Regions from separate parts of the Salvelinus alpinus genome. Here region 2 is linked to region 1. Evidence: chromatin contacts called from public Hi-C data. All regions are on one chromosome and are shown on one strand. The core of a region is the stretch at or near the end of the contact, and the rest is flanking DNA. Distances in the headings are between cores, read along the strand shown.

Region 1 (4,533 bases), core at 1,207-3,706:
AGCCGTTGGTTACAGTCCCTGCCAAGGTGAGTGGAACTGTTGTTTCCCAGATGTGGTAGTCCTTGACTCTTCTGATGGCTCTCTCCACCAGAATCCTCAGACGAGCTATGGCCTGTATACTTTCAGTGTCCTCATTGCTGTTCTCTTCAACGGGGGAATGATTAGCTTTGTCCCAACATCAGCCAGCATCCTCTCGATGGTGAATCCCTCGTCAGCCATGATACCATCTCCAGGCTCCAGTAACTCCACAATTCCTGAAAGCCTTTTGATGTCTCGGTCAGAGAGTAGTTACCTTTGTCCTCTGATACACCGGTTCGGTGTAGAGCTCAGAGACAAAAGTAACTGCTCCACATGGGGCAATCCCGATTAGCCCCTTGAAGGTGTTAGTGCTCTTATAAAAGGAGAATATCTCAGATTGAAGAGTAAGGATGTTGAATTCTCACATCTTATTTCTGTGCAGTCAATGATAACTCTGACGTCTGGACTGTGCTGTTGGAACTTGTCAGGCATCGTCACAATCGCATCCTCTCTGTTCATCCAGATGGGCAATGAACCCAGGACTAGGAAAAGATAGTTGGCCCATGTGATGACTACACGGCTGACAGTAGGGACACTTATTCTAGAGATGTCAGGCAAGACCTTCACCTTCAATCCTAAAGCTAAATGGCAGCAATACAGGAAGAACTTGTCAATGACTTGCAACTTGCGGTTAGTACTGGGGGTTGTTTCCAGTCAGCAGTCCGATTCTCTGTCCATTGGACCAGCTTAGATCCAGTGAAAATCTCCAACTGGAAATGGGTATAGAATCAAAAATCTTCATCAGAAGCACAGAATCTGTTGACTTGTAACTGAGGGGAGTGGCTTATTCTCAGTTTCTGGACTTGATGTTCGAGCTCTCTGATCCTTTCTGCTGCAGCATCCAGTGCACCTGTTGTTAAAGGTGAGTTGACTAGATTACCCTGATTTAGATCATATTTTATTTATGTTTGGACATTGTTCATAATGTCTACATCAGGGACAGTGGTAATACATAAATTGAGGATGCAGTATGCTTATTGGTCATAGTATGGTACACCAAAAGTTCCCAGATGTTGTACTAAATACACCAAAATATGAAGTATACGAGCAGTGGACACTATTTCTGTGCTTTTAGAGCCCATAATGCAATTCTAAACGATTCAAAACGTTATCAGATTTGAAGTAAATGGCAGAAAATATTTAGCCGAAGTCCGACAAATTCATTGCTTTAAATAATTATGACACATGTTAAGAAAATGATGAGCAATGTAATAAAGTAATTACTTTTCAAATAAGTTACACGTTATGTTGGCAGACAATTTGTTAGTTACGCTATTCTTACGAACCGCATATCATTACAGCAGTATGTGCCTGTATGTTAGCTAGTTACCTAATGTTAGTTGCCTACTAATACATCAAACTTGCCAGTATATTAATTATATGATATTCAACTAACTACCCAACGTTTATTGACTTGATTATTCACGTCATTCTTTGCTTAGCTAAGTGGTACAGTCGTTGTGCGTTCTCAATTGACATTGTTAATGAAGGGTACGTTCGTAAATTCGTGTATGTGACGTTAGCTCAAATCGTTCGACCTATTGAAGATTGAAGGTCCGAATATTCGGCAAATATCTAATTTCAAACCAACTTTAACCACGGTGTTAAACCGTACCATATGTTGACTAGAAGAGCAGATGAGGGGAAAAAACATCGATCCAAATAGCTAGCTAAGAAAACATGCACACAATAGTTAACATTATGACTATGCTTACCGTTATTGTTATTTGTAATGTTAGCCAACTAGTGTATCACATTTGAATCCACACTCAATTAAGGTAGCTACTAAACTAGCTAGTTATCAAGCAGCTAATAATATTAGCCAGCTAACGTTGTTAGCTATCGGCTAAGAAGATAGCAGAAACACAACAGGGAAAGATAATTTAGAAAAGGCTAGCAAACATTTTCTTTGGCCGTGCTAGCTAGCTAAATATCCATAAGACTCACCTTTTACATCGCCAGCTAGTGCCTTCCAGGTAGGAGAGTACTGGATGCAGTGACCACACCACGATGAGTAGAACTGGACCAGCCAAGCGGTGGAAGAGTTGAGCAAAGTCTGCTTGACAGTCGCGCTTGTCAGTATAACCACGGGGTCCTCCTCAGAATACAGCCGAGTGGTTAGAGACGGATTAAATAGAAACACAAAAATAATGCTCGTTTTGAACAATAAAAAACCTGTTTTTCGGAGCGAAGGGCAGCGGTCAACACACATAGTCGCCATATCGTAAAGACAATGTGGAGATGGAAAGCGAGAGGCTACGGACGGACACGCCTGGTGCCAAAATTGATGACGTATGGCGAGTGGAGACGAACGGATTCGGTTCAGTCAAAGATTTGTTCAACTAAACCAAGATAGACCACAGCCTGTCATTTCCAATGGGTACGAATGAGTCATAGTGGGCAGAACAAGCAAGGTGGGCACGAGCTAGCGAGATCCTATTGGCGCGTTCTAGCAGATATCTGCATATTTCCGTTAGGGAACGCCTCTGTGAAGTGCGCGTGTGCAACAACCCAATTCGCATTTACACTCATTCTAAACAACGCGATTTTTTTTTTTTTTTATCAGATTGTAGGGAATAGAAAACGGGTGGGTATAATTTGTGGAACGTTCCAACAGGAATCTGTTCCAAAAACATTGTAAATAACCAGTTTGCAAACAAACAACGCATGCATACAAAGTTGTTAGTGGCAGAATAAGATACCGGGTAGGGAGTGGGCCATTTCATTAGGTTTCACTCACCACGTTTAGTCCAAAAAATGTCTGTCCTCACTCTGGTACCCTATGGACAAACATTAAGAATAAGCTACGTGGTGAGTTGATGCCTATTCGGCAGCTAGTTAGCTAGGTGAATTGATCATGCTACTTTGTATGCGTTTTTTGTTGGCCACCTTATACTTTACGAAGTTTTTGGAACAGATTCCTGTTGGGACGTTCCACAAATTATACCCACCCTCAGAAAACTGTATTGAGATCAAATGTTTCATCGATGTAAAAATGTGCCGAATGTCAGCCAAAATCCATCTCGTTCCTGCTTCTCCCACTACCGGCCAGTGGGCTTCTTCTCGCAAAGCGGATGATTTATAAATCCGATAAAATATCTGTGATTGTGTTATCTGTGATAAAATATTGCGATTGTGGCTAGAATCTTCAGCGAGACTGAAATTTGTCTGCAGAAATTGGGATTTGGGAGTGTTCAGAGTGATTCAGTTTTTATCCGACTGAATTGTTCGTTGTTGTTTTGGATTTTTTTTAACAAAAAAATGTAAAAGTCAATGCCGTAGTTGTAGATTTTCGGTGCAATAAATGTGCTTCAGCGGTCACTCTGGTCTGATATTGGATACACTATCTCGCTACCTTCCACTAACGCTTCGATCACACCAACAATGATACGCAGCATCCTCCTGATATGTGTGCAACAAAAGTTCATAAATCACCTTCTGCTACCATTTCTGTCAAGCGGCCTGCGCATACAGTTTGAAGAATATATTCGATAAATCCAACATGCGCCACACAGAACGCACGTCAACTGCCTCTGCAACGCAAGTGCAGCGTTCCATTGGAAATTAATGTACTTCTGTTGTACCAAAATGCAAAAGTGCAAAAACATTGTCGGTGTAATCGAGGCATAACATGCTGACCACATCGCCTGCGATTTGCGCACAAGCGTTGTAAAAGTAATGTACACATACCTGTTATTCAATCACACCTGGTACACATACCTGCTCACGTGCATCTTTTTTGGGGGGGGTGGGGGGGGGTAGATCAGCTTTAATATTGCAGGTAGATCAATGTAATTGACTGCATCGCTTCCAATCCCCCATATATTTTTTTGCAAATATATATATATACATATACACATACACCTAGAAGTAGTGGTTCCACAAAGCGATGGGTAACGATGCTTCGTGGGCGACCGTTTTTGATGTGTGCAGAGGGTCCCTGGTTCGCGCCCGAGGTCGGGGCGAGGGGACGTACTAAAGTTATACTGTTACATATGTATTATTATATTATTGAGCGACTGAATATGACTTTCAGATCGCCCAGTAGTGCTGTCCGCAGGGTTAGCTCCAGGTAAATATTGCAATTCTTCAGCCGTTCCTGGACCTGTGACCAAAAACAAGCTACATATGGACAGTACCAAAACAAATGATCTAATGATTCTGCCTCTTCGCAGTAAACTCTGCAGTGCTGGGAAGGTTGTATCCCCCATATAAATAACATTCTGTTGGTTGCAAGAATTCTGTATAATAATTTAAATTGAAAAATTCAACGTTTCGAATCCGGTGTCGTTTTGCGTATCAGTTCATAAACTATGTGCCATGGAATCAGTTCATAAACCATGTGCCATGGAATCGGTAGGTCAAAAATCTCTTCCCAACTGTTTTGCAATCTATATGGCACGGCTGTACATTTTTTGGTCCTTAAATTAAATGAAACTAGTATACTTTTTTATT
Region 2 (4,789 bases), core at 824-3,323, 160 kb before region 1:
TGCTCTGATGTAGCCTAGTTGTCGAAAGACAATGGGTGGCCCCTTTAGTTACATATCATACAAAATGGCACTATATGAATATACAAAAAGGCTCTAGCAACCTGTATTGGCAGATTTAAATAACTTGATTTCTAGACTTATGTCGCAGACAAATGTGTGCGTTTGTGCTTAAATATGAATAAGTTTACTCCCCTTTAGTACACAATTCAAACATTTGCTATATACTGCCATGATTCCATCATTGGAGATAATGAAAATCTAGTTGGCAGGAAAGAACAAAAATGTAGTAAAAACTCAAGACCTTGATGACATTATTGAGATGGTGTGTGTAGCAAGCTATCCATCTTATCTCAACATTGAATAATAACCACAGACATGGCACAACATCCTACCAAACCAAAATATAATACAAGGACAGCAGAACATTGATGGGAGTTCTTACATTTCTTAGTGGTATCAAGTTCTTCTCCACGTCTTTGAGCTGCTGCAACAGCCTAAACGACAGTAACGTATCACATTGTTGTGTCAATGTGTCCTGACTGTGTAGAAAGTTCATACATTTTAACTTGTTAAAAGCCACATTACAAGACACACACCGTTTAAAGGGAAAGTCAATAATAATACCACCACCATATTTGGTTAACATAACTTGCTACAGTATAGTAACGTTAGTTAGCTAACGTTACTAGCTAGTTAGGTACATTTGGAACCATTTATGGCCAACTTATTACTAGTTCGAATGCAAATAAGCTAGCAGGGTAGACAGCTAGTAAGACTAGAAAAAAAAATGCTAATAGTTTAAGGCAAAAGATAGCCAAGCCAGCTAGCCAAGCCAGCTAGGTCCCAGTTCACTGACATGCGTGTTCAGACGCTGGCTAGCCAGACTACGCTAGTAATCAGCTAACGTTCGCAAACGCATTAGACAAGCCTGCCTCTACCTAACTAACGTTAACTACCTGTTTCGACTTCGACTGTGCGACAGTTGGTCCCTTCTTCCTCAGTATGGTCACGGTATCCCAGTCACTTTCTGCCATGTTTTTGAGTTTACCTTGATGGAAACAACGTATAAACAGGTTGGTTTAGATACAAATGTAAAGGCAGTATGCTATACGATAACTTTAGCGCTCGCTAATATAACGTGGTAACTATGAAAGTACCGTACTCTACCGAATAGTCGACCCCGCCGTTCACAGGAGTTCTATAATGACGTCACATACCGTCCTTTACGCATTGAGCAATACTAATGCCGCATTCAAAACAACTAGGAACTCGGAAAAATACGATGTCAAATCAAGAAGTCAGTGATTTTCAGGTCGGAACTCTAGAAAGAGGCCAGAGTTCCCGAGTAGGAATTCCGTGTTGGATGGCCGTTCAAATCGATTTTCCCCAGTCGGATTTAGTTTTTTTTCCCGAGTTCCCAATAGTTTGAACGCTCAGACGTCGGACCGAGCTCCCTGTTGTTTTGAACGCGGCATATGAACTAGAGATAGCCTCCAAGATGGCCGAACGTTGTTTTCAACGTTCAGAAATTCACTCTGGCTATCTATTCGATATCAGAGCGCTGTTGTCTGAGTGTGCCAGACTGCACTGATGGATTTACGAACGTAAAACACCTGTTGAATATGACCAGTGTCAGTAAACGTCGGCAAAAAAAACGTAATTAATTTGATTTCGGCAGCACAGTTAGTTACCAACGCTCTAGTCTAGATAACATTAAAACATCCTAACCAGCTCTGCTAGGGCGAGAAAAATGGTCAGAGTGGGGTGTTCGCTCATTTACTTACAGAAGTGGCTAGCTAACTTTACCCAGTTAGCTTGGGTACTTGACTGCCATTGTGAGGTCAGAAAGTTCAGATCAACGCTACTCCTTGGCCAGAGCGTCCAGTGTGCGCACTGAACACTCCCAGAGAATTTACAAACGGACTACCTATGTAAGAGTGCTGTTCATTGACTACAGCTCAGCATTCAACACCATAGTACCCTTCAAACTCATCATAAAGCTTGAGTCCCTGGGTCTCGACCCCGCCCTGCGCAACTGGGTCCTGGACTTCCTGACAGGCCGCCCCCAGGTGGTGAATGTAGGAAACGCCATCTCGGTGTACATATCACAGACAAACTGAAATGGTCTACGCACACAGACAGGTTGGAGAAGAAGGCGCAGCAGCGCCTTGTCACCGAAAACCCTCACTAACTTTTACAGGTGCACAATCGAGAGCATCCTGTCATGCTGTATCACTGCCTGGTTCAGTAACTGTACCGCCCACAACCGCAGGGCTCTCCAGAGGGTGGTGCGGTCTGCACAACGCATCCCCGGGAGCAAACTACCTGCCCTCCAGGACACCTACAACACCCGATTCCACAGGAAGCAAAAAAGATCATCAAGAACAATAACCACCAACCGAGCCACTGCCTGTTCACCCCGCTTCCATCCAGAAGGCGAGGTCAGTACAGGTGCATCAAAGCTGGGACAGAGAGATTGAAAAACAGCTTCTTTCTCAAGGCCATCAGATTTGTTAAACAGCCTTAACTAGCCCAGAGAGGTGGCTGCCTACCTACAGACCTGATATCATTGGCCACTTTAATAAATGGAACACTAGTCACTTTAATAATGCCACTTTAAGAATGTTTACATATCTCGCATTACTTATCTCATATGTACAGTATATCACAAAAGTGAGTACACCCCTCACATTTTTGTAAATATTTCAGTATATCTTTTCATGTGACAACACTGAAGAAATAACAGTGTAAATTTGCTGTCCCCTCAAAATAACTCAACACACAGCCATTAATGTCTAAACCGCTGGCAACAAAAGTGAGTACACCCCTAAGTGAAAATGTCCAACATTTTGTGAAAATGTCCTACATTTACACTGTTATACAAGCTGTACACTCACTACTTTACATTGTAGCAAAGTGTCATTTCTTCAGTGTTGTCACATGAAAATGTGAGGGGTGTACTCACTTTTGTGATATACTGTATATACTGTATCCTACACTATCTATTCTATACTATCTATGGCATCTTAGCCGCTCTGTCACTGCTCATCCATATATTTTATATATTCTTATCCCATTCCTTTACTAGATTGTGTGTATTAGGTTTTGTTGTGGAATTTGTTAGATATTAGGTTTTGTTGTGGAATTGTTAGATATTACCTGTTAGATACTGCTGCACTGTCGGATCTAGAAGCATAAGCATTTCGCTACACTAGCAATAACATCTGTTAACCATGTGTATGTGACCAAAAACATTTGATTTGATTTGATTTGGACAATCTGACTACACTCTGAATTTACAAACGCCTTCTGGCACTTCCGAGTGAATTTACGAACACACCCATAATCTCACAGATAGAACAAGGATACCGATTTCACCGGATGTATAAATGTGAAGCATCCGGTTGGCGTTTCCACTCACTACCAAATATGGTGATGTGAGGAAGCCCATTGGCCACAGTGGGAGAAACTGGAACAAGATGGATTTTGGCCGACATTCTGCTAATTTTCTAATCAATTAAACATTTGATCTACATACAGTTTTCTGTTTCCAAAACTAAAATCTGTATCAAACAGAGTGCACTAAGGTTGGTAGACTTACCTAATTGTTTATAGAGATTACTTTGTTTAGGACGAGTGCACTACGTACTGGGCGTTTTCCTAATTAAAAATGTCATGCATATTCAGTATGCGCACAAATGGTACTTGTCCTCTTCTTGGTGATAGCTAGCTAATTCTCAACTCACAAATAACAACAACAAAAAACGTACTTGGCTTAAACAGCTAGAAATCGATGTCTTTGTACGTTTTTCCACTACTAGTCCTCCGTCTCGGAAAATAAAAATTCACGATAAGACACATACGTCATCAATAAATGTAAAATGTTCTCTATGATTTTGTTTAGGGGGAGGGGAAGCAACATTTTTTTTTTTAATCGTTACGCAAACCTAATTTCTCGCTTGATTATGAAATTGTTGAGCTGGAATCTCATGTGTTTGTCAAATATCCCAATAACTACTGCAATTATTACGAGATAGAAAGATGAGGCTATGTGCAGCAATCTGCTGCAATACTGTCCAGAGAAAGGGAGGAAAATCAGTTTTCCAATTTCCAACAGACGTTGAAAGGTATATAATAAATAAAGAGAATCAATAGTGTGCTGTATCCATGACTACCCATCTAATCAATCACTTAAGCAATGATCACTGGTGATCACAGATAGATAAAACATGCTACCAGTAATGAAACAATAGCTGAGTATAATGATGATGAGGCAGCATGGCTAGCTAACGTTAGTTGACTAATGTGCCCAGTTATATTACATCCAAGGGTATCCCAGGGTATGCTGCACAATCAATAGGAGCCATAATTTGTGACACTGGGTCATTGCAAAGCAATTTATCCAGCTGTAGAACACCATTAAGTACCTCTTAAGTTATGGTTGATGTCTGTAAGACATTGTATAGGCAACAACTTCAGTTCTGTTGCCCTATGATCAGATTAGTTCAGAATACCATAAAACACTATAATTATATGCATCTTCAGAAAATAGACAAAACTCAAAAGGTTGTACATTTAACAGACATTTATGAAAGGCCAGTTAATGTGGTGAAAAATATAGAACATATAGAAACCATGAAAATAAAGAGCATTTGATCACAACCTGGAAGAACACGTTGAGCATGCATGCACCATGTGTAGAATTAGAGCATCGCTTCAAAAGCGCAATCAGGAGGTTCAAGAAGGCAGCAACTGAACATTTTTCATAGGATAAGCTAAAGTGTGGATC

Evidence for each region. A called contact is a pair of places that touch in the nucleus more often than the background predicts.
Region 2: a Hi-C map of red muscle shows a contact between it and region 1, with 7 times the contacts expected there. The contact joins the promoter of LOC139575115 here to the promoter of qsox2 in region 1. A contact is called at or near these places in 2 of 3 Hi-C or Micro-C datasets (muscle and red muscle).

Annotation. Positions count from the first base shown.
Region 1 is chr5:55,194,110-55,198,642 of SLU_Salpinus.1, reverse strand. It overlaps qsox2 (quiescin Q6 sulfhydryl oxidase 2), which reads right to left and starts at 2,456. Exons shown (of 12, transcript XM_071400116.1): 1 at 2,026-2,456. The coding sequence starts at 2,299.
Region 2 is chr5:55,355,525-55,360,313 of SLU_Salpinus.1, reverse strand. It overlaps LOC139575115 (endothelial differentiation-related factor 1 homolog), which reads right to left and starts at 2,073. Exons shown (of 6, transcript XM_071400122.1): 1 at 1,785-2,073; 2 at 957-1,048; 3 at 443-494. The coding sequence starts at 1,034. LOC139575118 (a long non-coding RNA gene) reads left to right here and starts at 2,207. Exons shown (of 2, transcript XR_011674897.1): 1 at 2,207-2,441.